3 separate regions of the Mus musculus genome follow, and all the other regions are linked to region 2. A link is a contact called in public HiChIP or PLAC-seq data. All regions are on one chromosome and are shown on one strand. The core of a region is the stretch at or near the end of the contact, and the rest is flanking DNA. Distances in the headings are between cores, read along the strand shown. Region 1 overlaps Gm35941 (a long non-coding RNA gene). Region 2 overlaps Smad3 (SMAD family member 3). Region 3 has its middle 3.6 kb from the start of Gm39359.

Evidence for each region. HiChIP or PLAC-seq counts read pairs in DNA pulled down with a chosen protein or histone mark.
Region 1: a contact with region 2 is called in an HNF4G HiChIP or PLAC-seq map of pancreatic cancer cells. The contact joins two enhancer-like sites. A contact is called at or near these places in 1 of 15 datasets of contacts at CTCF or cohesin (CD8 T cells), 9 of 484 Hi-C or Micro-C datasets (B cells, double positive thymocytes, liver and 3 more), 7 of 115 datasets of contacts at active chromatin or transcription factors (the HPC-7 cell line, double positive thymocytes, effector CD8 T cells and 4 more) and 4 of 9 other capture datasets (adipose tissue, bone marrow-derived macrophages, liver and 1 more).
Region 3: a contact with region 2 is called in an HNF4G HiChIP or PLAC-seq map of pancreatic cancer cells. The contact joins two enhancer-like sites. A contact is called at or near these places in 1 of 15 datasets of contacts at CTCF or cohesin (CD8 T cells), 5 of 484 Hi-C or Micro-C datasets (the G1E-ER4 cell line, muscle stem cells and myocytes), 5 of 115 datasets of contacts at active chromatin or transcription factors (the HPC-7 cell line, effector CD8 T cells, embryonic stem cells and 2 more) and 3 of 9 other capture datasets (adipose tissue, bone marrow-derived macrophages and liver).

The regions. Positions count from the first base shown.
Region 1 is chr9:63,773,688-63,776,387 of GRCm38.p6, forward strand. Gm35941 (a long non-coding RNA gene) reads right to left here. Exons shown (of 4, transcript XR_870851.2): 3 at 903-1,027. Among named protein-coding and RNA genes, the nearest start is that of Gm35941, 5.7 kb to the right of the region's middle. Within about 2 kb of position 1,359, at least 25 of the 459 cell types and tissues checked have an H3K27ac peak or open chromatin away from gene starts, as enhancers often do. A contact at or near this core is called in effector CD8 T cells, liver and pancreatic cancer cells, where this site is marked.
Region 2 is chr9:63,705,236-63,707,935 of GRCm38.p6, forward strand. The region is part of intron 1 of Smad3 (SMAD family member 3); the gene reads right to left. Among named protein-coding and RNA genes, the nearest start is that of Gm51710, 25 kb to the right of the region's middle. Within about 2 kb of position 1,341, at least 219 of the 459 cell types and tissues checked have an H3K27ac peak or open chromatin away from gene starts, as enhancers often do. A contact at or near this core is called in effector CD8 T cells, liver and pancreatic cancer cells, where this site is marked.
Region 3 is chr9:63,790,744-63,793,443 of GRCm38.p6, forward strand. No RefSeq gene overlaps it. Among named protein-coding and RNA genes, the nearest start is that of Gm39359, 3.6 kb to the right of the region's middle. Within about 2 kb of position 1,373, at least 36 of the 459 cell types and tissues checked have an H3K27ac peak or open chromatin away from gene starts, as enhancers often do. A contact at or near this core is called in pancreatic cancer cells, where this site is marked.

The DNA.
Region 1 (2,700 bases), core at 109-2,608, 68 kb after region 2:
GTGTGTGTGCACCTGTGTGTGTGCACCTGTGTGTGTGCACCTGTGTGTGTGTGCACCTGTGTGTACAGATGCATACGGAGGCCAACAGTCAATAGCAAGCATCTCCTTCAATCACTTCCCACCTAGCTTGCTAATCTTGTTCCTGCCTTCCCAGCACTGGGATCACAAGCCTGTGCTGCTTCATCTGGACTTGTAGACAGGTGCTGGGAATCCGAACTCGGGTCCTCATGCTTGTGTGGTGAGTACTTTGCCACTGAGCCATCTCCCCAGCCCCCTCTGGGGAGATTTGATTGGATCTTGACTCTACTGATGTGAGTGTTAGGGGACAATGCTTGCTTTGCTGCTTCTGCAAGGTCCTAGGATGTCCCTGAGCACATCACAGAAGTCTTCAGAGTTGGTTCCTCACCTTCCACCATGAGGTAATGAAGGGAAGGCACCCATGAGGCTGACAGACGCTGCCTTTTCTCCCCCTAAGGTTTATTTTTATTTATGTGTTTGTGTGTGGGCTTGCTCATATGAGGGCAATGCCTATGGAATCCATAAGAGAACACAGAAGAGGGCATTGGATCCTCTGGAGATGGACTTATAGGAGGTTGTGAGCCACCTCATCTGGTGCCAAGAACCAAATTCAGGGCCCCTGAAAGAGCAGTAGGTACTCTTAACCACTGAGCCATCTCTCCAACCCTGACACCCTCCTTCACAGCACCCATCTTTCCCATCCATCTCCCACACACCCAGTCACCTCCAGGAGTGTAACAATATCTGTCCATATCCTTATTTACACAGTGGCTCTGCAATGCCCTCCCCTGGTCCACAAACCTCCCTGTGCAAGATCAGGCTTCGAAGTTGAAGGCACTTAGTTCAAGCCAGAAGAACCATGTGTGCTAGAAGAACCCATCTACCTCATGGGTGTGTCTTTGTCTCTCCAGAAGAGGATCATGGGAAGAAGGTCTTTTTCTTTCTAGCCCTCAGCCTTCCCTAGGCTCAGGGCAAGGGGCTTCTGCCTTTTCACCAGAGGGCTCCATAACTAGGTGCAAAGGAAAAGAGGCTTTGAGTTTTGCTGCTCAGGGTCTAAAACTCCATTTCTCTGTGCTAGCATGTAGCATATATGAGGCCCTGGGTTTCATCCCAATACTACAAAATAAATAGAGAATAAATAAGACTCGGTGGCTTGCTGGTCTTGCCCAGGTTAGGCCAGGGTTACAGTATGAGCAGGTTTCCCCGTCCCTGGGTAATGCCCTTGCACATAACTCACACATGAGGAACGAATGCGGCCATGTTTGTGCAGAGTTTATTTAGATAAGAAAGCAGCCTCAGCCTCCTGGGAGGGGCCACCGCAGAGGGCAAGGCACAAGTTAGTTATTAATCACCATCTGCAGGAAGGCAGAGTTCTTAAGGCACAGAGCAGCAGAGCAGGCACAGTGCTAGAGTCAAAGGCCTGTGTCCAAGTCCCCATAAATGCCAGGTAGGGTGGTGGCCAGCCTGTCATTCCAGCCTCGGAAGGCAGAGAGGAGTCCCAGAGCAAACTAGCAACAGAGTCTACGCATATGGGTGAGCTCTGAGTTTGATTGAGAGTCCCTGAATGAGGTGCAAGAGCAATCATGGATGACTCCCAACATCAGGGCTCCACAGGCATGGCTGACTCCATGTGCCTGAAAGTGAGGGCTAAAACATAGCCTTAAAGCTCAAAACTGAGTCTGCTCTGGCTAGAAGCAGGTGTGGGCCTAGATCCAGGGCCTACCCACACCACAGTTGGCCACCCACCCACCTCCTTCTCTAATCCTACTCCTCAGCAACCCACAAGGTGCCTCCTCTAAGCTCTGCTTAGAGGTGCACCCAAGCCAGCCTCCATCTGTGGGGTACACACCCCAACTATGTTCTTACAAGGAGGAGTTTGTGCCAATGTTCTGAGAAGCTGTGACTTTAAGGGACACTGGGAACAACCCAGATGTCAATGCATAGCGTCAGTTGCAGTGGTGCGTGTACATGGAGCAACTTTGAATGTGAAAGTGAATGTGGGAGCCAAGGTGAGCAACTAATAGACAATAGGTCACATGATTTGACCATGTCATGCAAAGGTCACATGATCTGACCATGACATGCAAAGGTCACATGATCTGACCATGTCATGCAAAGGTCACATGATCTGACCATGACATGCAAAGGTCACATGAGTGGACCATGACATGCAAAGGTCACATGATCTGACCATGTCATGCAAAGGTCACATGAGTGGACCATGACATGCAAAGGCAAGCTGAGGGGTATGGGCGTTGGGTGAAGTCTACATAGATGCAGAACGATTGCACATGTTGGACGGCACAGTGAGTATGACGTTGGCTGTGGGAAACAACAAAGCTTCTAGAAGAAATCACAGGAGAATATCTATAACGTTGGGGAGGGCCACGTTTTCCTAAGGCAGGCACAAAAGAGCACAAACTGTAAAATAATGTCAGTAAAGTGGTCTTCATTAGCACTAAGAACTATTCATGGCAAAAAATATATATTGAAATGAAATTTGCAATGTTTGTGTTTAAAAATCTCATCCAGTGCTAGCATGGTGGCACACGTCTTTAATCCCAGTACTTGGGAGGCAGAGATCTCTATACATTCAAAGCAACCCTGGTCTATATATCAAGTTTCAGGACAGCCAGAGCTATACACAGAGAGAGCCTGTCTCAAATAAACATACAAACAAAA
Region 2 (2,700 bases), core at 91-2,590:
TTATCCTGGGCCTTCACCAATGAAGCAATCTCCCAGCCTAGGGAAATAGATTGTCTGCCCATCTGTTTGTCTGTTTCAGAGACGATCAATCCTCTGTTCCTTGGGCTCAGGATAAAGTGAATGTTTTCCCTGCAGAGATCAACAAGTCTTGAGGCACCTGGCACCCTGGCACTCACTGATCCTGGCTTCATTCATTCATAGGACACGGCCTTTAAACAAAAAAGGTGAGAGCCTAACCAGCACTTCAGCTGTACCTGCAGTACACCTAAAAGCTGGGACAGGGGAGCACACATTCCTCTTTCCCAGGCTTGCTGGACACCAGAGGACATTCCTATCATACCTGTTCTCACGAGTGGTGGGACCTGCTAAGAGTCTGTCCACTCTAGCAGTCCAAGAGTCACCGCAGAAACATACTTAGCCCCATTCTTTAGGGACCTTCAATGTAAGTCCAACCTAATCACCCCAACTTTGGGATTCAGGGGCTAAGCACCTGCTGTGCACCAGATGTGGTGCCAGGACAGGACTGCTGGAATGGGGGAGGGGTGACGGCAGCACTGTCACACAGTTGCCCTGTGATGGGCCTTACAATATGCCAGGAGTGGGGGCTGATCTCTGAAACACATGATTTGGTCCTCAAAACCAATTCATGGGATTTGTCACCTGATTCAGGAATGAAAAAAAAAAAAAAAGATTTGTAGAATGCCAATGTCACAGCTGGCAGTCTTATGGCTTCCTCTTCACAGGGCAGGGTCTGGACAGAGAGCTACCCAACCCCCAAAGCCCTGTTCCCTCCCCAAAACTATCCTGACAGATCCTGGCTTAAAATCGAAGCTAGGAGCTACTCTCTCCATCCACTTACTTCTCTGGGGCTTAGTATTTTTCATCCCAGAACAGCAGATATTTAAGGAGACTTCCTCTGGTTTAGTCATAGATGTTTTAGGGAGACCTAAGGAAATCAGACGTCTTTCTGGTGACCTTAGAAGCTGAATGGACAAGGGCCTGCTGTCCTGCCTCCTTCGTGAATGCTCTCATCAGCATAAGAGAGCCTGAGTATAGCTGCCCCTGACTGAGCAGAGCTGCCCCTGTTCCAGCTCTCCCTCCCCACATACTCTCCCTCCTGCCCCTCTACAGCCCTTCACAGTTTCCAGGAGCTGCCCATCCAGGGCAAGGCAGGGACAAAAGAGAGCAGGGGACTAAAGTGTCCTCAGAGATGATAGGCAGGCTGGTGACTGGGGCCGGAAGTGCCAAGGGCCCTTGCTGGCAGCCAGCCTGCATCACAGGCTGACAGGAAACAGGAGAAGACAGCACTGAGGCCGCGTGGAAATCCCCACCGGGCTCCACGCCGGGGTTGTGACTCAGAGTCCTAGGCAGCCGGAGAGCTACCCTCCCACCCCAGCCCCCCAGGCAGGGTGGAGAAGAGGCCACAGGAAATAGGTCACTGTATCTGTGCACAAAGATGCAGGGGCCTGGCATCCACCAAGCTACAGATGCCAAGATGTGGGGCACTGACGAAGGGCATGGATTCAGGGACCCTGGGTCCCCCTGCAATCCTGAGACGTTCCTTTCTAAAGGGAGAGCTTCAGCAGCCGCCGCAGAGACCCACCCCTCTTTTAAAACCTGCTCTTCAGAGACTCAAGGAGTCCGTGAAGGATGGATCCTACCATCTACCCAGAGGCCAGACAACTCCACTCCACAGAGCTCAGCCCTCTCATTCCCCAGGATGGGCTAGCTGGCTCTTCAGGAGATCCCCCAAGAGACTGCCCAATGCAGTCACCATCCTAAGCAGGGACCTCTACCAGGTCTACCCTTCAGTCACAATGGCCGTGTGTTACAGAGGTCACATCTTTTGCTTCCAAAAAGGAAACAAACAGGATTCAAAAATAGAAACACTTTTTTGTTTAAAGGCCGTGTCCTATGAATGTTATGAGACTCAATGTCAAGGCAGGGGCTTGAGATACAAGAAATTCATCCCTTCTCCGATCCCCTCTGACACCCTAGGGAGCTCCAGGCCCTGGAAAGTGCCCAGTTCCTGACTGTGACATTGACATGATCAATTTCTTTGTCTTTATTTTTCTTCAAGATAGGGTCTCACTACACAGCCCTAGCCGGCCTAGAACTCACTGTGTACACCAAGCTAGCCTTAAACTCACAGAGATCCATCCACCTGCCTCTGCCTCTATCTCTGCCTCCGAAGCGCTTAGAAGAGACACATGTACCATCACACCTATAAAAATAAAACTAAAAGCTCAATATTGGACTGACAAGGTGGCTCAGTGGGTAAGGACACTTGCCCTGACTGTCGTCACCCAGTGGCCTCTAAGTAACGACATTCTTCTGGGTACCCTATGACATCAGCACCATTGCTCTGTCTCTCTGGCCAACCCGGAACTACTTCCACTCTGTCCTCCTGGACCTGACCTCAATCCCCCAAGACTCACAGTGTCTCCCTCATCTTTGACCTCTCCAGGAACTCTACATACATCCACCCAGCACCAGTCCAAGCTCCAAGTGATGGGTGCTGCACACACCTCTGCTGTGCCATGCACATCAGCAGGTATTGCACATGCCTGCACTGAGCCTTGCATATCAGTGCTGGCCTCAGAGAACACAGTAGTGAACTAGAGATAGGCCAGAGCTAACCTGGCAGGAGCCCCGGAGGTACTGCAACACTGGCAACAGGGCTGTGACATAAAGCCTGGC
Region 3 (2,700 bases), core at 123-2,622, 86 kb after region 2:
GAGGCCAGGCTGGCCTTAAACTTTCTCTTTAGCTGATGAACTTTGAACTCTTGGTCTTCCCTCACCCACCTTCTGGGATTATACCTATACCATGTCCCGTGTGAGTAGTGTTGAGATCCAACCCAGGGCTTGCTTCTTGCATACTAAGAAAGCACTCTTTGTGTGTGTGTGTGTGTGTGTGTGTGTGTGTGTGTTTCGAGACAGGGTTTCTCTGCGTAGCCCTGGCTGTCCTGAAACTCACTCTGTAGACCAGGCTAGCCTTGAACTCAGAAGTCTGCCTGCCTCTGCCTCCCAAGTACCCAGTTAAGCAAGCACTCTTAACAACTTAGCTCTATCCATCCCCAACCAGGCTGGCTTTGAGTTAGAACTTCAAATCCTGCTGCTTCAGCCTCTTGATGCTTAGATTACAGATATGGACTACTACACCAGAAATGATTTTTCATCCTGGCTCATATCTAAGATGAATTTATCTTGAGGGTTCTTATACAGAGAGCCCTGTTCACCCTAGAAGAAAAGACGGAGCTTCCCTGATACTGTGAGGGAAACAGTGGCTGTAAGCTTAGCTCGGCTGCTGTGGCTAAGCCTTATACCTCCTGGAGAGAAGCCAAGAGTAGCAGAAGGGTGATAGAAGAGTCAGGCCTGGAGGCTAGACCGAGCCCCTTGGCTCCAGCCGCCTGACCTGTGCTGGACATCACTTGCCAGCATCTGGGAAGGCAGGCACTCCCACCCTCCCTCCTTCCCTCTCTCCCTCCCTTTTTCCTACTTGCCCTCTGCCTCTGAGTTCAGGTCACTCTCCCTGACTGGCGTTCTGCCTGGGCCATTTCCTGTTTCCTGAAGATTTCTCTTCAGCATGTTCACGCTGTTTCTCAGATCATCCCCTACCCTGTCCAGAATCTTCCTGGAAAACGCCTACATAACCTTCAAAACTCACCTCAAGGACAACAGTGTCTCTGTCAGGCAGGGTAGAAAGACGGGGAAGTTTGGGGGGTGACAAAGACAGAGCTCCTTCCCTTAGAGTTCAGTTAAGCCTCTCACCAGCAAAGGAGCAAGAATTTCTTCTGAGTGACAATTGTTTACAGCTTTTCTCCCTTGCCAGCCATAAACCTGTCATTTTCTAGGAATCTCAACAGAAAAGCCATTTAACAGGGAAAGGACGAAAGCCCTTGTATAACTCCAGTGGCTCCTGGTCTCACCTTATCTGACATGATTTCATCCCTGGCATCTCCAGAGCCACCCTCTGATCTCATTTATCATAAGAGAAAGAAAAGGAGGAGGAGAAATGGGTTTCTTAGCAACCCTTGGAGAGCTACTAACATGACATATACAGCTAATGCTAACAATTAACTGTGACTCTCACTTGATTGCAATGTCTTACTCTCTCCTGCTGTGTCTCTGGATGCTCATACCCTGACCTGGAGACCTGGACATCCCTGTCTTTCCTCTGAGTGCCTCTTTCTCTTAACCTTCATGCTTAAGCCTATATTAAAATATATTGAATGAGGCCAGGCTGTGGTGGTACACAACTTTAATCCCAGTATTCTGGAGGCAGAGACAGGTGGATCTCTTGTGAGTTTGAGGCCAGCCTGGTCTACAGAGTGAGTTTCAGGACAACCAAAACCTGTCCAAAAAAAACTATTAAACTATTCTCTCCTATTTTCTCTCTCTTTCTCTCTCTCTCTCTCTCTCTCTCTCTCTCTCTCTCTCTCTCTCTCTCTCTCTCTCTCTCTCTTTCTCTCTCTCCAATGTCACTTCATCATAGACAATCCTGAAACTCCTTTGGTTTGGCCCAAGTCACAGTTTCTAGAAGTCTAGAAGACTCCTTAGGCTGTTGAGGATGGCACAGTGGAGCTGTGTCTCTGAGCCCCTCTGCTGATACCCTGACTTCCCAGATCCCCTCTGTACCTTCTTCTCTTCTATGTGACAGTAGTGACCACAAGAAGAGCGGTAGTGGTGATGGTGGCTTATACTAGTGGGCCACTCCTCCAGGCACTACTTGAGGCTCGTCCATCATTTCAACGAATCTTGATAAGAACCTCTGAAGAAGAGACATTCTTGCTTTATAAACAAGGAAACCAAGCCATAGGTGAGTGCAGAGTGTGCTTGATCTCCCAGGGGAGGCAATAAACGTGTTGGGGTTTGCCCGGGGGGACTGTCCTCAGATCCATGTCTGCAGCCACTCTGTTTTGTTTGTCCTTGCAGCCCCAGAAGCTGGCCCCAGTGGCACGGAAGAGACAGTGGTTGCCAATCAACCCATATCAGCGTTCATCTCAGACACCTCTCCCTCACCCGCCCTGGTCAGCTCCTTTCACCGAGCTGCCCATGGCTTTGAGGATTGCCCCCAGATGCTGCAAGCACCACCACGATGTGAATCCTTGCTGTGTGTCAGTCCTAATGCTGAGGACTTATGTCAATTCATGTCTTGGGATGAGGAGATAGCCCAGTCAGGAGAGTGCTTACCATGAAGGCATGGCTTCAGGACCCATGCCAACGAGCTGGATGTGGATGGAGGCTTACATCTGTGATCCAAGTGCTGGGGATGTGGAGACAAGGGGATCACTAGCATTTGCTGGCCAGCTGAATCAGGGATCTTCAGATGCAGAGAAAGGCAACGTTGTGAAAGTAAGGCAGCCAGTGACGACTGAAGACACGTGATCTCAACCTGTGCCCCCTCCCCAAGTCTGTGTCATTTGAACCCCAGAC